Linked DNA regions of Mus musculus: region 1 is linked to region 2. Evidence: chromatin contacts called from public HiChIP or PLAC-seq data. All regions are on one chromosome and are shown on one strand. Each heading gives the region's core, a stretch centred on a gene start, on an enhancer-like site or on the middle of the called end of the contact. The rest is flanking DNA. Distances are from core to core; before and after follow the strand shown. Region 1 has its middle 18 kb from the start of Gm31546. Region 2 has its middle 11 kb from the start of Gm31718.

What was found. HiChIP or PLAC-seq counts read pairs in DNA pulled down with a chosen protein or histone mark.
Region 1: a contact with region 2 is called in a CTCF HiChIP or PLAC-seq map of the NIH/3T3 cell line, with 16 read pairs. The contact joins two enhancer-like sites. A contact is called at or near these places in 1 of 15 datasets of contacts at CTCF or cohesin (the NIH/3T3 cell line), 14 of 484 Hi-C or Micro-C datasets (the AML12 cell line, the N1E-115 cell line, bone marrow-derived macrophages and 10 more) and 15 of 115 datasets of contacts at active chromatin or transcription factors (the HPC-7 cell line, Th17 cells, embryonic basal ganglia and 10 more).

Annotation. Positions count from the first base shown.
Region 1 is chr8:126,612,929-126,615,696 of GRCm38.p6, forward strand. No RefSeq gene overlaps it. Among named protein-coding and RNA genes, the nearest start is that of Gm31546, 18 kb to the left of the region's middle. Within about 2 kb of position 1,438, at least 216 of the 459 cell types and tissues checked have an H3K27ac peak or open chromatin away from gene starts, as enhancers often do. A contact at or near this core is called in the N1E-115 cell line, the NIH/3T3 cell line, Th17 cells and 7 more, where this site is marked.
Region 2 is chr8:126,918,002-126,920,788 of GRCm38.p6, forward strand. No RefSeq gene overlaps it. Among named protein-coding and RNA genes, the nearest start is that of Gm31718, 11 kb to the left of the region's middle. Within about 2 kb of position 1,455, at least 161 of the 459 cell types and tissues checked have an H3K27ac peak or open chromatin away from gene starts, as enhancers often do. A contact at or near this core is called in the N1E-115 cell line, the NIH/3T3 cell line, Th17 cells and 7 more, where this site is marked.

The DNA of each region.
Region 1 (2,768 bases), core at 188-2,687, 310 kb before region 2:
GCCCAGGTGGTGGTGGTGGTGGTGGTAGTGGTGGCAGTGGCAGCGGCAGCAGCTCAGTGATGGGCGGGGCCACACCTTGGCCAGATCTGCTTCTCTGCGCATTCACTTGCTTTCTACTTAACCCTAAACCTCATGCCAGGATCTCAGAGATGGACTTGAGGGTTGCTAGACCCCTTTGTTCTTCCCACTGTGGCCACAAAAAATAAATCTCTTTTCTCTGCTTTTATTGCTACTTCTTTAACTGGGGAGGGGTAGCCCTGGCTAACTTTTTTTTATAGCTACCAGGACTCAGGCTTTGACCCCAGCAACCCCATAACATTCTCCCTGACGTTTGTCTCACACAGCCACCCACCTGCTGTTTGCTAACCATCCTTTCTTTCTTCAGCTGGGAGGAGTCAGGAGCAAGCAGCCTGTGAGTCACGTTCCCTTAAGGGTTCCCACTGATATGCTGTGATCATGGACAGGTCCCCTGACAACCAGAACTTCTGCCACAGCGGCTCTCGGTACCCCACAGGTGAAGTCCTAGGTATTTACTGACTACATTTCACTCTCAAGAGGGACAGGGGCATTTCCACAATTCCCCTGTGGGTGGGGGTAGGGACTTAGATAGGCCGAGTCCCCAGCAAGCCCAGAATGTGTGATTCTTGCCAGCATCTGAGACCCCAGACAGAGGTGAGAATAGGAGTGGGTAGCCCCCAGCTTCCTAGCTCACAAAGCACAAATCATCACTAGATACAGGCTCCGTGAGGAGTAAGAAATCGGTACCATCGTGCAGCTGTAACCTGCATGCTGAAAGAGTCGGACATGACTGTCAGCAACATGACAGCCTGGGAAATGGGTACAAGGTGGGGCAAAGCCTTCCCGGTGGTTAACAAGGTTCTCCTGTTATCCCAAGCCCTGATCTCAAGCATCCTGCCATGTCCTGCCTTCAAAGGTGAAGGTGAACCTGAGTCTCAAGAACATGCCTGTTTCTACTACCTAAAGAAACATCCGGCCAGCTTATTAAAATTAGGCTAGAGGAAAGCCCAGCAAGGCCCCAGTCCGACTCCAAGAAAGCCGAGTGTCTTCTGAAAATAGGGTTGGGGTGACTGCAAGTAAGACCTTTCTCTGGGAGGACTAGCCAGCCACACTTAGATAACAGAGTACAAAGTACAACTAGGATCAAGGATGAGTCCCAAGCAAGCATAGAAAACCAGTGTATACTGTGCAACCAGGATCAGGGATCAGTATCCAGGCAAACAGCCAGCCAGTGTGCAGTGTGCATGCAGAATCAGCCAAGGTAGGTGACTAATGTTTAGAGTGTGACCAGGATTGAGGATCAATATCCGGACAAACCTAGAGGCCCATGTGCAGCGTGCAACCAGGACCAAGGGTCAGTGTCCAGGCAAACAGACAAGCTATGTCCAATGTGTAATCCAAACTGTGAGTCAGCGGAATCAGAGACAGAGCCAGAGCCACCCATGCTTGGCTGAGAAACCAGATACCAGCTCTGGGCAGGAACTCACCCTGGGGAAGCTGTTGCCTCATTCTCTAGGCCCTTACCTCTTGCCTTCCTACAAAAACCAGGCCAAACAGGATTTGGGGTGTGGCCAGGCTGATCAGCCTACGTCACCATCCCGGTCACAGTCTGTCTGGGCAGAACCCAAGGGGTCTGTGGGTTCTCGCAGCCTTCTGCATCCTACTGTAATATGGGTAGATTTCCTGGAGGCCACCGAGCATACTCCTTCAGTAGAGGCTTTACCTCAGACCAGCAGGTGTTCAAGAGGAAGTGGGGGCGGTTCCATGTCTCTCTGGGACTTGCACCCCAGTTGACAGGGTCACAGGGACAATCTGAGGCATACCCCTGGGATCTGTGGCCTTTGGCCCCCAGGCAGCCCACCCATAGCTCAGAAGGTATGAAGTGGGAGGTGAAGGAGAAGCACCGGAAACCTGGTGGGAAACAGACATGGGAACACGTGAGCACTTGTCCATCTCACTGGCTGGGTTCCATGTGTCACCTCTGACTGCCCTGCTCTGTGCGTTGTCAGCATTGAACACTTGATGTGACCACACCCCCTGGTCTCCAGGCTGCAGCCCTTTGGAAGGATGTGCCTGTGTTGGCTACATTTCTTCTTGCCTTGACAAAATCTTGGACAAAAGCAATTTGGAGCGAGAGAACGTCCATCCTTCACAGTGGGGACTGTACAGGAGAGTTCAGGGTGGCTGGAGGCTGTGCTAGAGCTCCTGACCTGACCATCAGACTAGGAAGTGGAAAGGACACCATAGCTCCTCATGGAAGCAGAAACTGGTTAAGACCCTGTTCTCCAGTGACTTACTTTCTCTAGCTAAGCCCCGGCTCTTAAAGGGTCCATGTTTCCCCCAAGCATCATTCCTACTGCATAAACCTGAGAGGGACATTTTGCATTTAAAGTCACAGTCAAGTAGATCAACCTTGGCCAGAAACAATTTCTCTTTCCCCAGCAACTAAATACAGTACTGCAGATCTTGGGGAACCTGGAGAGGAGGGTGACAAGAGTCAGGGGTGAGGAGAGACAAGAGCTGGCCTGTCATCCCTATATGAGGGGTGTCCCTGGTGGCTGGAGATCCTGGAGTGCCTTTGTTTTCCTAGGGACAGCAACTGCCTCAACCCGTGGTGTGAATGCAACAGTTGGCCCATTTATCACTTTGATTTTTAACTCCCACCTTCTCAGTCCCATCCCCCACCCTGTCCCATATCAGCAGTTCAGTGGATGCTCTGCTCCCAGGGGTGTGACTTTTTAAAAAGGTAA
Region 2 (2,787 bases), core at 205-2,704:
ATCCCTCAGTCCCCAAATCCTCACACTCAACTGAATGTGATGGCACACGCCTGTAATCCCAGCACTCAGGAGGTGAAGGCAGAAGGATCAAGAATTCAAGACTATGGCCATCTACAGACAGAGCAAGTTCAAAGTCAGCCTAGGATATGTGAAATACTCTCTCAAAGGTTCAAAAGTTTCTCCCTGCACCAAAAGAATCTCTCTCTCTCCCTCTCTCCCCCTCCCCTCCCCCCCCCTCTCAGACACACACACACACACACACACACACACACACACACACACACACCAAAAACTGTTCCAAGATTCCTGCTACAGTTGCCAGGAAGGCTCAGAAGGGCAGGATAAGTTTGGGCTGCAATGGTGAGAACACATGGTGGCCCTCATGGGCCAGTTCCCCTACCAACACCCCCTCTTCCTCCCTCCTCTGCATGTGAGTGTGTGTGGAAGTGAGTTCATCTGTGTGTGCACATGTGTGTGCATGCATGCATGTGTGTCCGGGCATGCATGTCTGTGTGCATGTGTGTGTGTGTGCATGTGTGAGTACCTGTGTGTGTATGCTTGTATGTGTGTGTGTGCATGTGTGTAGGTGTGTATATGTGTAAGTTCATCTGTGTGTATGTGTGTGTGAGAGTGCATGCATGTGTGTGTGAGTTCATCTGTGTCAGTGTATGCTTATGGGTATAACTTAACTGTGCATGTGTAAGTGTGTTCATCTGTGTATGTGTGTGTGTGTGAGTTAGTTCATCTGTGTGTGAGAGTGTGTGAGCTCATCTGTGTGTGAGTTCATCTGTATGAGTGTGTGTATGTGTGTGTACAAATGAGTTCATCTGTGCATGTGTGTGTGTTTAAGTGTGTTCATCTGTGTGCGTGTGTGGATGGAAGCCAGACACTGACTTTAGAGCCTTTCTCTACTGTGCAACACTTTCTCACTGAACCTAGACATCACTGCTTTGGCTAAACTAGCTGGGCAGAGAGCTCTAAAGCTCTTCTTGTCTTCCATGTCTCAGCCCCAGCTCTGGGGTCACAGGCATGTGACCCAACAAGCCCAGCTTTTTATATGGGTGTGGAAGATCTGTAATCTGTGGAAGATCTGAACTCAGGTCCTTAAGCTAACATAGCAAACACTTTACCTGCTGAGCCATCTCCCCAGTCCCAAGAAGGATGTTCCTTGCATGGAACCATGACTCTCCAGAACCCCCACTCCCCGACCCGGAGACTTCCCCCAGGTCTCTCACTCTCATTCAGTGATCAGCTCCAACTCCATCTTGCCTCATCCTGTCCCTCCCACGCTGTGGGACACCCTACACCTCATTGCTGCTGCTGCTCTGCAGTGAGATCCTACTCCCTCCCTCCCTCAGTTCCAGCCTAGTGAAGACAACAGTAACCCGCACTGTGGCTCTCCTGGGTGACTAATTGGTTAATCCTGGGAAGGCCTTTGAAGCTGAAACACCAGTGTGTTACTCACAGGCTGGAGGCATGAACTTGCCCTAGGCCAGGTCTGAGTCAGCAGAGAGTGGCCTCCCACCTCCATACAGGCTGAGCCAGCCAGCCTAGGTCCTGCTCAAGGTCAAGGCTGTCCTACAGGAGAGCATGGCAATGTAAACCAAGGGAGATAGTGAGGTCTTAGTGGCCTGTGTGGGGTGGCTGTTCTGAGCCTGAGAACTGGGCCCTGTTGAAGATCACATAGCACTCAGTCCTCAGCTCATGCTTCCAAGATAGCACATGCAGCAACCTTGGTCAGGACAATATTTCCTGGTCATCGTTTGGAGAAATATTTTTTCCCACAGCAAATTCCTTAGGAGCCACAGCCTATCTCCTTGCGATCTCCTTAGGTGGGAGGGCAGTGCTGTCAGCCTAAGTCTTGGGAGAAAGATGTGGGCAACTTGTGGATTCCCTCGGCCTTCTCACACGCATCTCTCTTGTGAGGGTGGAGGTGATGGCTGAGACCGGGCCTCACTCTTAAAACCAGGCTGGCCCTTGAACTCACTGTGTAGCCTAAGCTAACCCTTTACAATTCATTTGCCTCAGCCTCCTAGCATGCCTGGCCATCCCATCTGCCTATGGGAGGAAGAAACTAGTCAAGTGTGATGGTAGGTACCTATCATCCCTGCATTCAGAAGGTGGAAGAAGAGAGATCAGGAGTTTAGTGATAGCCTGGGCTACATGAAACCAACCCTGTCTCAGAAAAGAAACAAAAGGCAGGCAAGCAGGCAGGTAGGAAGGGAAGGAGGGAAGGAGGGAGGGAGGGAGGGAGGGAGGGAGGGAGGGAGGGAGGGAGGGAGGGAGGGAGGGAGGGAGGGAGGGAGGGAGGGAGGGAGGCTGGTAGGCCAGTTTACAAACCAGAGGCCAGCCCTTGTGCTGATGCCCTTAACCCTTCCAGCAGGGTTTTGTCACCAGAGCTGGGAGGCAAGAACTGACAGCCTTTAAGATGCAACCCAGTGTCAGATTCCCCAACAATGGAGCAGCAGGTCCCCACACCCTGCCCCCCCACCCTCCTGTAGTGACCCCCATATGATCTGGCCCCCCAACCTCTGCCTTTCCTCTGCCCTCTCTGCCATTTCCTTCTTCCAGAAAACAACCTCCCTGGCCAGAAGGATTTCAGGCACTTCTGCTTTTGTTCTAAAGCCACCAGCTCTTATAATATTTTCTGCTCCTCTTCCCAGGGACTCTGAAACACACAGATGACAACACTTTAAAAACAAAGAGCCGAAGGCGGTGGCACATGTGTATCGCCCCAGCACTTGGGCGGCAGAGACAGGCGGATCTCTGCGAGTTCAAAGTCAGCCT